2 separate regions of the Rattus norvegicus genome follow, and region 2 is linked to region 1. Evidence: chromatin contacts called from public Hi-C data. All regions are on one chromosome and are shown on one strand. The core of a region is the stretch at or near the end of the contact, and the rest is flanking DNA. Distances in the headings are between cores, read along the strand shown. Region 1 holds the start of P3h3 (prolyl 3-hydroxylase 3). Region 2 holds the start of Ing4 (inhibitor of growth family, member 4).

Region 1 (5,276 bases), core at 1,562-4,061:
CCTAATCCCTTGCATTAAGGGTGGGATCAGGCTTCGGTGAGGCCTGGGGTTCTCACGCCTGACCGGCCATTCCCTATTCCCCGGTCAGGTGGTGAGCTTCTTCTCCTTGAAGTCAGACTCAGCCCCGCCATGGATGGTCCTGGCTGTGCTGTGGTGCTCCATGGCACAGACGTTGCTCCTGCCCTCCTTCATCTGGTCCTGTGAGCGCTACCGTGCAGATGTGCGCACAGTGTGGGAGCAGTGTGTGGCCATCATGTCCGAGGATGACGGTGATGACGGTCAGAGGAGGGATGGGGGCCTTTTCTTTCCTGGACAGCTACCTCTATTTTCTGTCCTTTCTACTGCCCTTCTCCTTGAGGAGATGTGCTGCCCTGGGGTGCCCCCTGCTGGACTAAGCTGGAGCCTACTCCAGCCTCCCTCTAGCCTGATCACGTGCTTGGCCATCCGAGCCTTGCATCCTTCTGCGCCTTTCACCAGGCCTCTGCTCCTCTCTGGAAGCCTACACTGCCCAGCTTGGTCCATGCCAAGCAGAGTCCCAGGGAAGGGGTCCTCAGTCAGTCCTAATGAAAAGAAGGTATGGCATTAAAGGGGAGCTAAGCTTCCTGAAAGAGATTCCCTGCTCTTGGGAAAATTCTTAGAGAACAAGCAAAATTGTCTGCCTGTATAAAGGACCATGGATTCAGTGGAAGAAAGAAAGAAAGAAAGAAAGAAAGAAAGAAAGAAAGAAAGAAAGAAAGAAAGAAAGAAAGAAAGAAAGAAAGAAAGGAAGGAAGGAAGGAAGAAAGACAGAAAGCAAGCCAGCCAGCCATAGATCCTCCGGGGCTTACAGACTAATGGGAACCAAAGGTTCCTCCCGGACTTTATGAAGGGGATAGGGAGAGGGTGGGTGTTCTCTGCTTGTAACCACCTGGCTCCTTCTCTCTCCTAGATGGCGCCTGTGATGACTACACAGACGGCCGCGTGTGCAAAATTCGCTTTGATGCTAATGGAGCCACAGGGTCAGGGAGTCGGGACCCCACCCAGGTGAAACTGCTGCCGGGTCGGCACATGCTCTTCCCACCCCTTGAGAGAGTACACTATTTACAGGTACGGGACAGAAGGACTCACCTCCATTCTGGTCCCCTGCACCACTACTCTGTGGCTTTGGACTGCAGGGTACCCTAGGGGTCAGGTGAAGGAAAGACAAGAGGAAGAAAGGTTCCCTCAGATCTCTCGGAACCAGGCTTGCCCACTAGAGTAAATGCTTTGGAGAAAAGGAAGAGTGTGAAGCCATCTTGCTGAGGCCCCGCTTTGGTTCCTGTCACCTCTACCTTTGTCTCTGCAGCACCTCCCTCCAGGTCTCACCTGCTCCTCTCCCCAGGTTCCTTTGTCCCGCCGGTTATCCCATGATGAGACCAACGTCTTTTCTACTCCTCGGGCACCAGGCTCCTTCCTGCACAAGTGGTCATCGTCTGATGATATCCGGATCCTCCCAGCCCAGAGCAGAGCCCTTGGAGGTCCTCCAGAATACCCGGGACAGAGACTCAGGATAGAGGATGAGGAGGACGAGGAAGAGGCTGAAGGTGGGGGCTTAGCCAGCCTTCGACAGTTTCTAGAAAGTGGGGTTCTGGGGTCAGGTGGGGGACCCCCACGAGGTCCTGGTTTTTTCCGGGAGGAGATCACCACCTTCATCGATGAGACACCTCTGCCTTCTCCAACTGCATCACCAGGACCCTCTCCTCGTAGGCCTAGGCCGCTGGGCTTTTCACCTCGACGACTCTCCCTTGGGTCTCCTGAGAGCCGAGCTGTTGGACTTCCTTTGGGGTTAAGTGCAGGAAGACGCTGTTCCCTTACAGGGAGTGAAGGGAGTTCAAGGGCTTGGGGAAGACCCTGGGGGCCAGGCAACCCCATCTTCCCCCAGTTGACCCTGTAAGGCCATGGGTGAGTGAGTTTGCCTCATTCTGGCCCTGAGTCTATGGCAGCTGCCTCCAGGGAGATGGGGGGCTACATCTGGGCTCTAGAGCCCCAGCTCTCTCCCATCCAAGTGACCAGATACCCAACTCACCCGTCTTCACCCTTAGCAAAATGTATTAAAAGGCTGAAGTGTTGCCGTGGAAACCTTGGTGTTCAGCGACTGCGGTGGCAAATGGGTCAGTGGCTTGGGCGAGGGAGAATGGCTCACAGAGGACAAAATGGAGAAAGGGCAGGAGGAAGAGATACAGAAAGAGACAGCCCAACATGCAGGCAGGAGAAATGGGCTTAGGAGAGACTGATCCTGAGGTGGAGCATGGGGCACTTGAGTGTGTTAGTTTGAAGTGGGAAGGATCCTTGTTCAAATTAGTAAAGGCGCTCAATCCTCATCTCCCCTAAATGCGTCCGGGTGCTCACTTTCTGGGTAGAAAAGTTTTGGTGCCAGAATTGGTGTCCCACACCCGGAGTCACCCTCTTCCACGGAGTGTTTCGAAGATCCTTCTTCATACGGTGGGTTGGCAGAAACGTGGGGAGATGAACGTGTGAGGGGCGTCCAGAATCCTTTTCCAGGACCCCAAGATGGACGGAAACGAAGTTACCTCCACGCCACAGGCTTCCCAGGACCCCTATTTCATCCTTCTTTCTCCATTTTCCTTTTTTACCCACACTAGACCTGTGTCCTTTGGAATTCTTGCTCCGTCTCTCCGTCTCACTTCGGTTTCCCCAGCGACAGGCCTAAACCCAGCAGGTTTCAGCATCACTCATTCCCTCTCTCTCCCTCTCCCTCCTCCTCTCCATCTCTCCTTCCTTCTCCTCCCCCTGCCCCCCCTTCCTCTCCCTCCCTCCGGTCTCCGCATTTCCCTTCGGCGGTGGGCCCGCGGCTCTGGGCACCATGCTCCGGCTCCTGCGGTTGTTGCTTTTGCTGCTGCTGCCTCCCCCGGGGTCCCCCGAGCCTTCCGAGCCTCCAGGTCTGGCCCAGTTGTCGCCCGGGGCGCCTCCTCAGGCCCCGGACTTGCTTTACGCGGACGGCCTGAGAGCCTACTCGGCCGGGGCTTGGGCGCCCGCAGTGGCTCTGCTGCGAGAGGCGCTGCGGAGCCGGGAAGTGCTGGGCCGCGCGCGCCAGGACTGCGGGGCGAGCTGCGCGGCCGAGCCGGGCGCCGCGCTCCCCGCCCAGATCCTGGGAGCCCCGCAGCCTGTCTCGGGGCCCGGGGCCTGGGAACCCCTGCTCCTGCGCGCCACGCTCCGCCGCGCCGAGTGCCTGACCCAGTGCGCGGCGGGGAGGCTGGGCCCGGGGGGCGCGGCGCGGTTCCGCGTGGTGAGCGCGCTGCGGGATGCCTTCCGCCGGCGGGAGCCCTACAACTACCTGCAGAGGGCCTACTACCAGGTGCGGGGGCCGGCCAGGGTGCTACCCCAACCAAGCCCAGTGACTGTCTTACTTGGAGCTGACCAGGAGAGGGCGGGATGCTCGCCGCCTGGACTCGGGGTTGGACTCGTGGAGGGCGTATAACGGACTCCTGAGTGGGTACCATCGAAACGGTGGCCAGGACTTGCGATGGCCGCAGAGGGAGGATCAGGAGAGAGCGGGGCAAGGAGGAGAGGAGTCAAAGTGGAATGAAGAGGAGTGGGAGTAGACCGAATATGAAGGAAGGGCTCCGCAGTGTTTTATTTGTTTTCTTTTAAGCGGGTCTAGGTGAATGAATGCAGCCTCTTAGATACGAAAAGCAGATGAGGAGCCCCAAACCAGCCACACATACATACATACATACATACATACATACATACATACATACATACATACATACACGCACTCACACGCACGAACCCACACGCACACTCACAAAGACAGAGACAGAGACAGAGAGACAGAGACAGAGAGAGACAGGGACAGAGACAGACAGAGAGAGACAGGGACAGAGACAGAGACAGACAGACAGAGACAGAGAAAGTGTGTGTGTTCGTTCAGGAGTGGGAGTTTGAGAAGAAGCTTTCTCTTGGTGCAGAGAAAGGCTGAAGGAGGGGGGCTAGTTTGGAGAAGGAAGTAGAGCAGCTGAGGTCGGAATCCGGGCACTGTGCAGTTTCCAGGATGGTGGCTGATGCCTACGTGGCTGGAGGAGGGAGGGGCGCTAGTGACACAACTGAACTCAGGGTCCTAGAGGCCTGCAGATTCTCGTCACTCAAGGTCTCCCCCTCCAACCCACCCCCACCTCATCTACTTGGGCCTCCCACTTCGTTGTCTTCAAAACAGAGATCCTAAGGTCCTCAGTCCATGGCCCAACCACTCTGAAGTGTACCAGAGTCCTGGGGATCCCAACATTCTGGCTTCCAAGGGATTTTTGGTGGTTCCCAGTTCTGATTGGCTAGGCTTCCATAACGCTCTGGGAGAAGCTGGTGAAGGAACAGAGGTCTAAAATACCAACCACCCACCCACCACCCACACACACACACACACACACACACACACACACACACATACATGTACACACACACACACTTATACCACCACCACTACCCCCAACACCCCATGCATACACACACGCACACACCACCACCCCATGCACACACGCACACACACACATGCACACACACACACCATCACCCCATGCGCACGCGCACACGCACACACATGTACCGCATATACACACACTCATATCTCATCCCTTTGGATTTAGTTGAAGAAGTTGGACCTGGCAGCTTCAGCAGCACACACCTTCTTTGTGGCGAACCCAACGCACTTGCAGATGCGGGAAGACATGGCTAAGTATAGGAGAATGTCTGCAATACGACCCCAGAGTTTCCAGGACCTGGTGACGCCCCTGTATTGGGTGAGATCCTCAGTCTTTGTGCAGTTTGAGCATCAGGAGATCTGCTCCTCAGTGGCCCTGGTGACGAGTCTTTCCCTAGCCCTGCGGCCACTGAAGTGTGCTGTTCTAACGTTCTCATTCTGAGGCCACCACACCCATTCTTCCTCTGGGTGTATGAAATAGGATAAGCTTCTGTAGTTTCTATGTAAGCCCAATTCTTTCCTTTCTTTTTTTTTTTTTAAAGAAAAGTGTACTTATTTATTATATATGAGCACACTGTATCTGTCATCAGACACACCAGAAGAGGGCATCAGATCCCATTACAGATGGTTGTGAGCCACCATGTGGTTGTGGGATTTGAACTCAGGACCTCTGGAAGAGAAGTCAGTGCTCTTAACCACTGAGCCACCTCTCCAGTCCTGTAAGCTCATGTCTTTCCCACCTCCATCTTTCTTTTTGAAACAGGGTCTCACTGTGTAGCCCTGGCTGGCCTGGAACTCACTATGTAGAGACCAGGTTAGCTAC
Region 2 (5,249 bases), core at 2,523-5,022, 180 kb before region 1:
TCCTTTAAGAATTCCATGAAAGTCAGGAGAGATGGCTCAGGGGTTAAGAGCACTGGCTGTTCTTGCAGAGGACTTGGTTTTGGATTCCAGCACCCACACGGTGACTCACAACCATCTTTAGCTCCAGTTCCGGAAGATCTGCCTTCTGGTCTCTTTGTATACCAGGCACACACATGATACACAGATACACATACAGGCAGAACATTCATACACATACATATATTCATACATACATGCATACACACACACCCCAAATAAGTCACAGTTTACCAGATGGTTTGGCAGCAGAGAGCAGGAAAACACATGGTGGTCAACCAAAGCCTGTTATCCTGTACATACCCTCTGTCCTTTGGTCTAGGTCCCTCATGAGCTGAAAGTTTCTCTGCAATTCAAACGGGAGGTTTTCAATACCTGGGAAGAGACAGAAATAGCTGGTGGACTACACAGACGTCTTTGCAAGGGCTCTAGCACTAAGGTGCTGCAGCTGTCTTCTTATTTAACCTTTTGATTTATTATTTTTGTGATGCTGCGGATGGAATCCAGGTCTGTGAGTATGCCAGGCTAGTGTGCTGCCTCTGGTCTACATCCCTAGCCTGGCAGCTCCTTTGAAAATGAAGTTCAAGCTGGAAACAGGAGGGGGGTGGGCAGGGGAATTATGAACTCAAGTCAGTCTCAGCCATAGGGAGTTTGTAGCCATCTGGTTACATAAGATAGTGTTTTAAAAGGGAAAACAAAGAACGAGAAAAATAGACAAAAGCTCAGGGCCTGGAGATTCCAGCTCTGGGAGATACAATGTTTCTGAGTTGCAAGAGGGGCATGCATTCATACACACACACACACACACACACACACACACACACACACAGAGAGAGAGAGAGAGAGAGAGAGAGACTGTATTCCCATGGGTGCATAGTTCATAAAAAAATAAAATACAAAGGTACAATTCAGTATTTAAAAAAAAATCAAAGTATGGTTCAGTTTTTCCCTCATTTGAAACTGGATTTTTTTTTCTTTATTTTTAATTTATCTAATTTTTTTGGTGACAGGGTCTCTGTAGCACAGCTCAAACTTGCTTTGTAGCCAAGGATGACCAACAATGAATTTCTATTCTTCTCAAGTGTTGGGTCCTGAGTCCTGTGTCAATATGCTAGCTGTATACTGTTGGGCATCAAACCTAGGGGCCCTGAATGCCGGATTGGCATTCTATCAACTGAGCTAATGCCCTGCCCTGAAAATGAGGGATTTATCTGTGACAGGATTCATTTGCCTTTCTCAAAAGCTGAAGACCTTCCCCTCTTTTTCAGCTAGCCTCCTGTCTCTGCCAGTGTCCCGGCCTCTTCATTGGTGAGCTTACTCTATAAACCAGCTTTCTCTGAACTTCTACCTCCGTCTTCTCTGCTCTCAGCTTCAGCGCTCAGTAAGTTACAGCTGTGTTCCATACTCCTACCTGGCTTAGCTCACTCAGCCACGCTATCTTCCTGCTCTCTCTGACAACACTCTGGCCTTTTAAGCACCTCACACTTGCCAGCAACTTCCCAGGAGTCCTGTCTTCCTCACCCCACCCCCATTTTTTTAAAAGATTTATTTATTTATTTTATGTATATGAGCACACTGTAGCTGAAGAGGGCATCGGATCCCATTACAGATGGTTGTGAGCCACCATGTGGTTGCTGGGAATTGAACTCAGGACCTCTGGAAGAGCAGTCAATGCTTTTAACCGCTGAGCCATCTCTCGAGCCCTCACCCCACTCCCATCATACCTGCTCCCCTACTCCACATCTGTTTAGTCTTCAAAGTTCAATTTCAGAGCTAGACTTGCCCAGACTCCGACAATGCCTTACACAGACAGGCTGTCAAGATAGTCTAGCTAGTATTTTTGGTATTTATCCAACCATAACTAAATAATTAATGCAATCTGGGCCTGTCTCCCTAACCTTCCAGGACACACACCTGGATCCACTTTAAATTTCCCTCATGTTTAGAATTGTCTTGTATACTGAAAGTGTCAAGTAAACAATTGAACAAATGCATTATTAGTTAAGCCTTTCCATAAGAGTGAAATCTCTTTACACAGCTTAACCTCATTTTTCCCCCCTCTGGAGGTGAAGACTGAACTTTAGTATCAGGGGATTCCCCATTAGGCAAGTGCTCTAATGTCGTCTCCTAAATAAATATAAAGACAGGGTCTCTATGTAGCTCTGGCTGGCCTAGACCTCACTACATATACCAGGCTGGTCTCAGAACTCACAGAGATCTTCCCAAGTGCTGGGATTAAAGGTATGTGCTTCCCAAACTTGTGTTTCTGTGACTCTAACTCAAATGTAAAAACTGTTAGTACTAAACAAGGCTTGGTGCTTATCAATAGCACTGGAGATGGAAGCAGGCCCTGGAGTTCAAGCCCATCATCAGCTATGTAGCAAATTCAAAGTCAACCTGGGCCTTATTAGATACTGTCTAAAAAGTCAAAACAAGAAGGTGCTTCTAGGGGTTGGGGATTTAGCTCAGTGAGAGAGCTTGCCTAGCAAGCGCAAGGCCCTGGGTTCGGTCCCCAGCTCCGAAAAAAAAGAAAAATTAAAAAAAAAAAAAAAAAAGAAGGTGCTTCTAGTAACAGACAGATTATCAAATGAAATGACTCCTCTTTGTGAAGAAGTTTGAGGCAGTTGGTACTACCTTCTCCTTCAAGTAATTCCTTCCTGCTAGCACTGCCAATACTAGACCAGAGGCCTTATTACAATGCCAACACTGACATCTAGTCCTTTAAATGCTGGTTTCTTGAGCTCACTGTCTTTTCTTTACTCTGTGTCTTTTCCGTGAATGATCTCACTGTCAGATTTTATGCCTATTTCTAAGGCAAAGACTAAATTATTACTCCTGAATCTGCTACACTATGATATAGTTTATTTTCTAAGCAGAATTCACCTTGGATTTTCCCTCTCAATCAATCTTGCCATGTTTATAATATCGAAAACTTTTGGTCATTCTCTAAGAATACACTTCTGACTTGGCTTGCTACCGTTAACTAATTCATTAAAATCAATACTCTATTTTAAGATGCGAATACCTTAGTTTGGCATAACAGTTTGTCTAATACATCCCCAGACTACTTCTCACTTTGAAGTCTCTTACACACACACACACACACACAGGGCAGGGGTGGGGGGAGGAAGAGAGAGGGAGAGAAAGAGGGATAGAGGAAGAGAGGTGGTGGTGGGGGAGGCCGGGAAAAGAAAGGGAGAGAAGGGGGAAGGGAGAGACAGAATCTTCGTTTTTGAGAACTGGATTTTGCTCATAAAGTAAAGCATTTCAGCGATCAACTCAGTGGTCGCTCTATTCCACCCAGCAAGCTTAATGAGAAGCCACTTTTGAGACATAAAGGAATTAGACCAAATATTTGCAGCTGCTCCAAATGGCAGTGAATAACGATCCTGCACAATTTAGGAAAATAATCTACCCTCAAGAACTGAGTGAGCAAATACTTTCCTTGCTACCCTTACCCCTTTAAAATCCAGCCCTGATCCCACGGGACAGCCCTTTCCTTGTCTATACCTTGAGCGAGGCCTCTATTCCCCCTGCCCCACCCCCTCCCTCTTCACCCTCGAATAAATCCTCCCTCAGAACCCTTTCCCAACTGTGATCTTCAGTTTACCAGAACCTCGGGGCCATATAGTCTGTCAACCCGGACCCTCTACACCACTCTATGACCCATGTCCCCTTCTCCAGTCGGCTCTTACTGTCCAGATAATGTTCCAAATACATCCCAGCAGCCATCTTGAAGCAAAACAAAGCAACTTCCGATCCTCCCCGGAAGTGACTGAAACGACAGGCGCTGTGACCATTCTTGGATTACAACCTTTCCGTACCTAAAAGAACTTCCGCCCTTACTAAACTACGGTCCCCGGATACATCCGCCCGGCATTGAACGTTTTTGCGCGCCTGTTCACGGTCGCCCACATCGAGGCTGCTTTAGCCTGGCTTCCGCCCTTAGTAAGACGTTAGTATGTTCCTGCGACAGGTATGACGTCACGCAAAGTCGCCATTTTGCATTCTCTAGCAAACTTTTTTTCCCTCCAAAAACAGGAATGTTTGGTAAATGGGGGAAATCTGTTCTGTGTAGTTATATTATGTAAATAACCGCTTTCAACAAATAGGGAATCGAGTGTTTTCGTTTATCTATTATAAATGTGATCATCGAAGTAACAGCTTAAGCAGAATAGAAGGTAGATGCTTTCTTCAGAAGTTGTCAGGCTTTGCAAATTTAACCCTTTGCATCTCTCACCACTCTTCTATAAGTTTGTGAAGCCTTCGCTGTCCTCAAATTTGTGAGACCCTCCTGCCTCTACCTCTGCCTCGCAAACGCTGGGATTAAAGGCGTGTGCTATGGGAAAACCGATGTTTATGTTTTACATTTGAACTAATGTATGGTATTAACATGATCTGAAAAGACTGGGTCATCGAGTAAATATCAGAAGACTGATATACATTAGCCTTCACTGTAGTCAAAAGTATCAGCTATTGTACAAAAGCAAGAGTCCGGCAGGTTGCTGCTATCTTACGGAAACAGAACTCAAACCCCGTAATAGTGGTGGTAGAGTCTTGCAAATAGTGTCACCTCGAATTGATACATCTTTCACAGAATTTACACCACATAGCACTTTTAAAATAAAGTTCTAGCTCCCTTAGCCCAAATATGTAAAGGGCACCATAAAAGCCCAAGTTTACTACTGAGCAGATGCTAAAGTTAGGCAGTGGGATGTGGACTCCATTTTAAAAGCATGCTGTTAGATAATTTACTCTGCCCACTCTTTTCTATACAGTGAGAATAGACAACATCGAGTGAAAGTGGAAATGGATATTCACCCACAAAGGTGCGGATTCCAATCCTGTGAGGAGAACGGGGTTGTAACTCTCCGTAGTTGGCCAGTACACCAGGCAGTAACCAACAATGGGGTATACTGAGGTACTGTCCTGGATGCCTCGTCCCAAATTAAATGGGACTTATTACCCACATCACTAAGTAATGACAGCTGGTCAGTTCTCAGATATGAGAACACTTGTCAACTTTTTCAGTACCGTATGAAGGATTTAATCTTCATGAAGCAGTCTTGGGAAATTAGCTGAATCCTTTCATGGTACAGTGTGAGAAGTCTTAGGTTTCTTGTTATGCTCTGTGCAGTACAACAATCTTCCATTTTAGGTGAACATGATAATCATTATTTATCACGGGAAGCTCACTACATTTGGCATTTTCT

Evidence for each region. A called contact is a pair of places that touch in the nucleus more often than the background predicts.
Region 2: a Hi-C map of mammary epithelial cells shows a contact between it and region 1, with 1.8 times the contacts expected there. The contact joins the promoter of Ing4 here to the promoter of P3h3 in region 1. A contact is called at or near these places in 3 of 12 Hi-C or Micro-C datasets (the A7r5 cell line, kidney and mammary epithelial cells).

Annotation. Positions count from the first base shown.
Region 1 is chr4:159,345,539-159,350,814 of GRCr8, reverse strand. P3h3 (prolyl 3-hydroxylase 3) reads left to right here and starts at 2,811. Exons shown (of 15, transcript NM_001106620.3): 1 at 2,811-3,334; 2 at 4,620-4,772. The coding sequence starts at 2,843. Gpr162 (G protein-coupled receptor 162) reads left to right here. Exons shown (of 5, transcript NM_001108646.1): 3 at 89-278; 4 at 929-1,086; 5 at 1,361-2,346. The coding sequence ends at 1,912. LOC120102385 (a long non-coding RNA gene) reads right to left here and starts at 4,067. Exons shown (of 4, transcript XR_005503865.2): 1 at 3,387-4,067; 2 at 1,345-2,511; 3 at 1,108-1,160; 4 at 385-560.
Region 2 is chr4:159,526,726-159,531,974 of GRCr8, reverse strand. Ing4 (inhibitor of growth family, member 4) reads right to left here and starts at 3,772. Exons shown (of 8, transcript NM_001079887.1): 1 at 3,732-3,772; 2 at 340-411. The coding sequence starts at 3,768. It overlaps LOC102554095 (a long non-coding RNA gene), which reads left to right. Exons shown (of 5, transcript XR_010065933.1): 2 at 1,305-1,417; 3 at 4,815-4,865.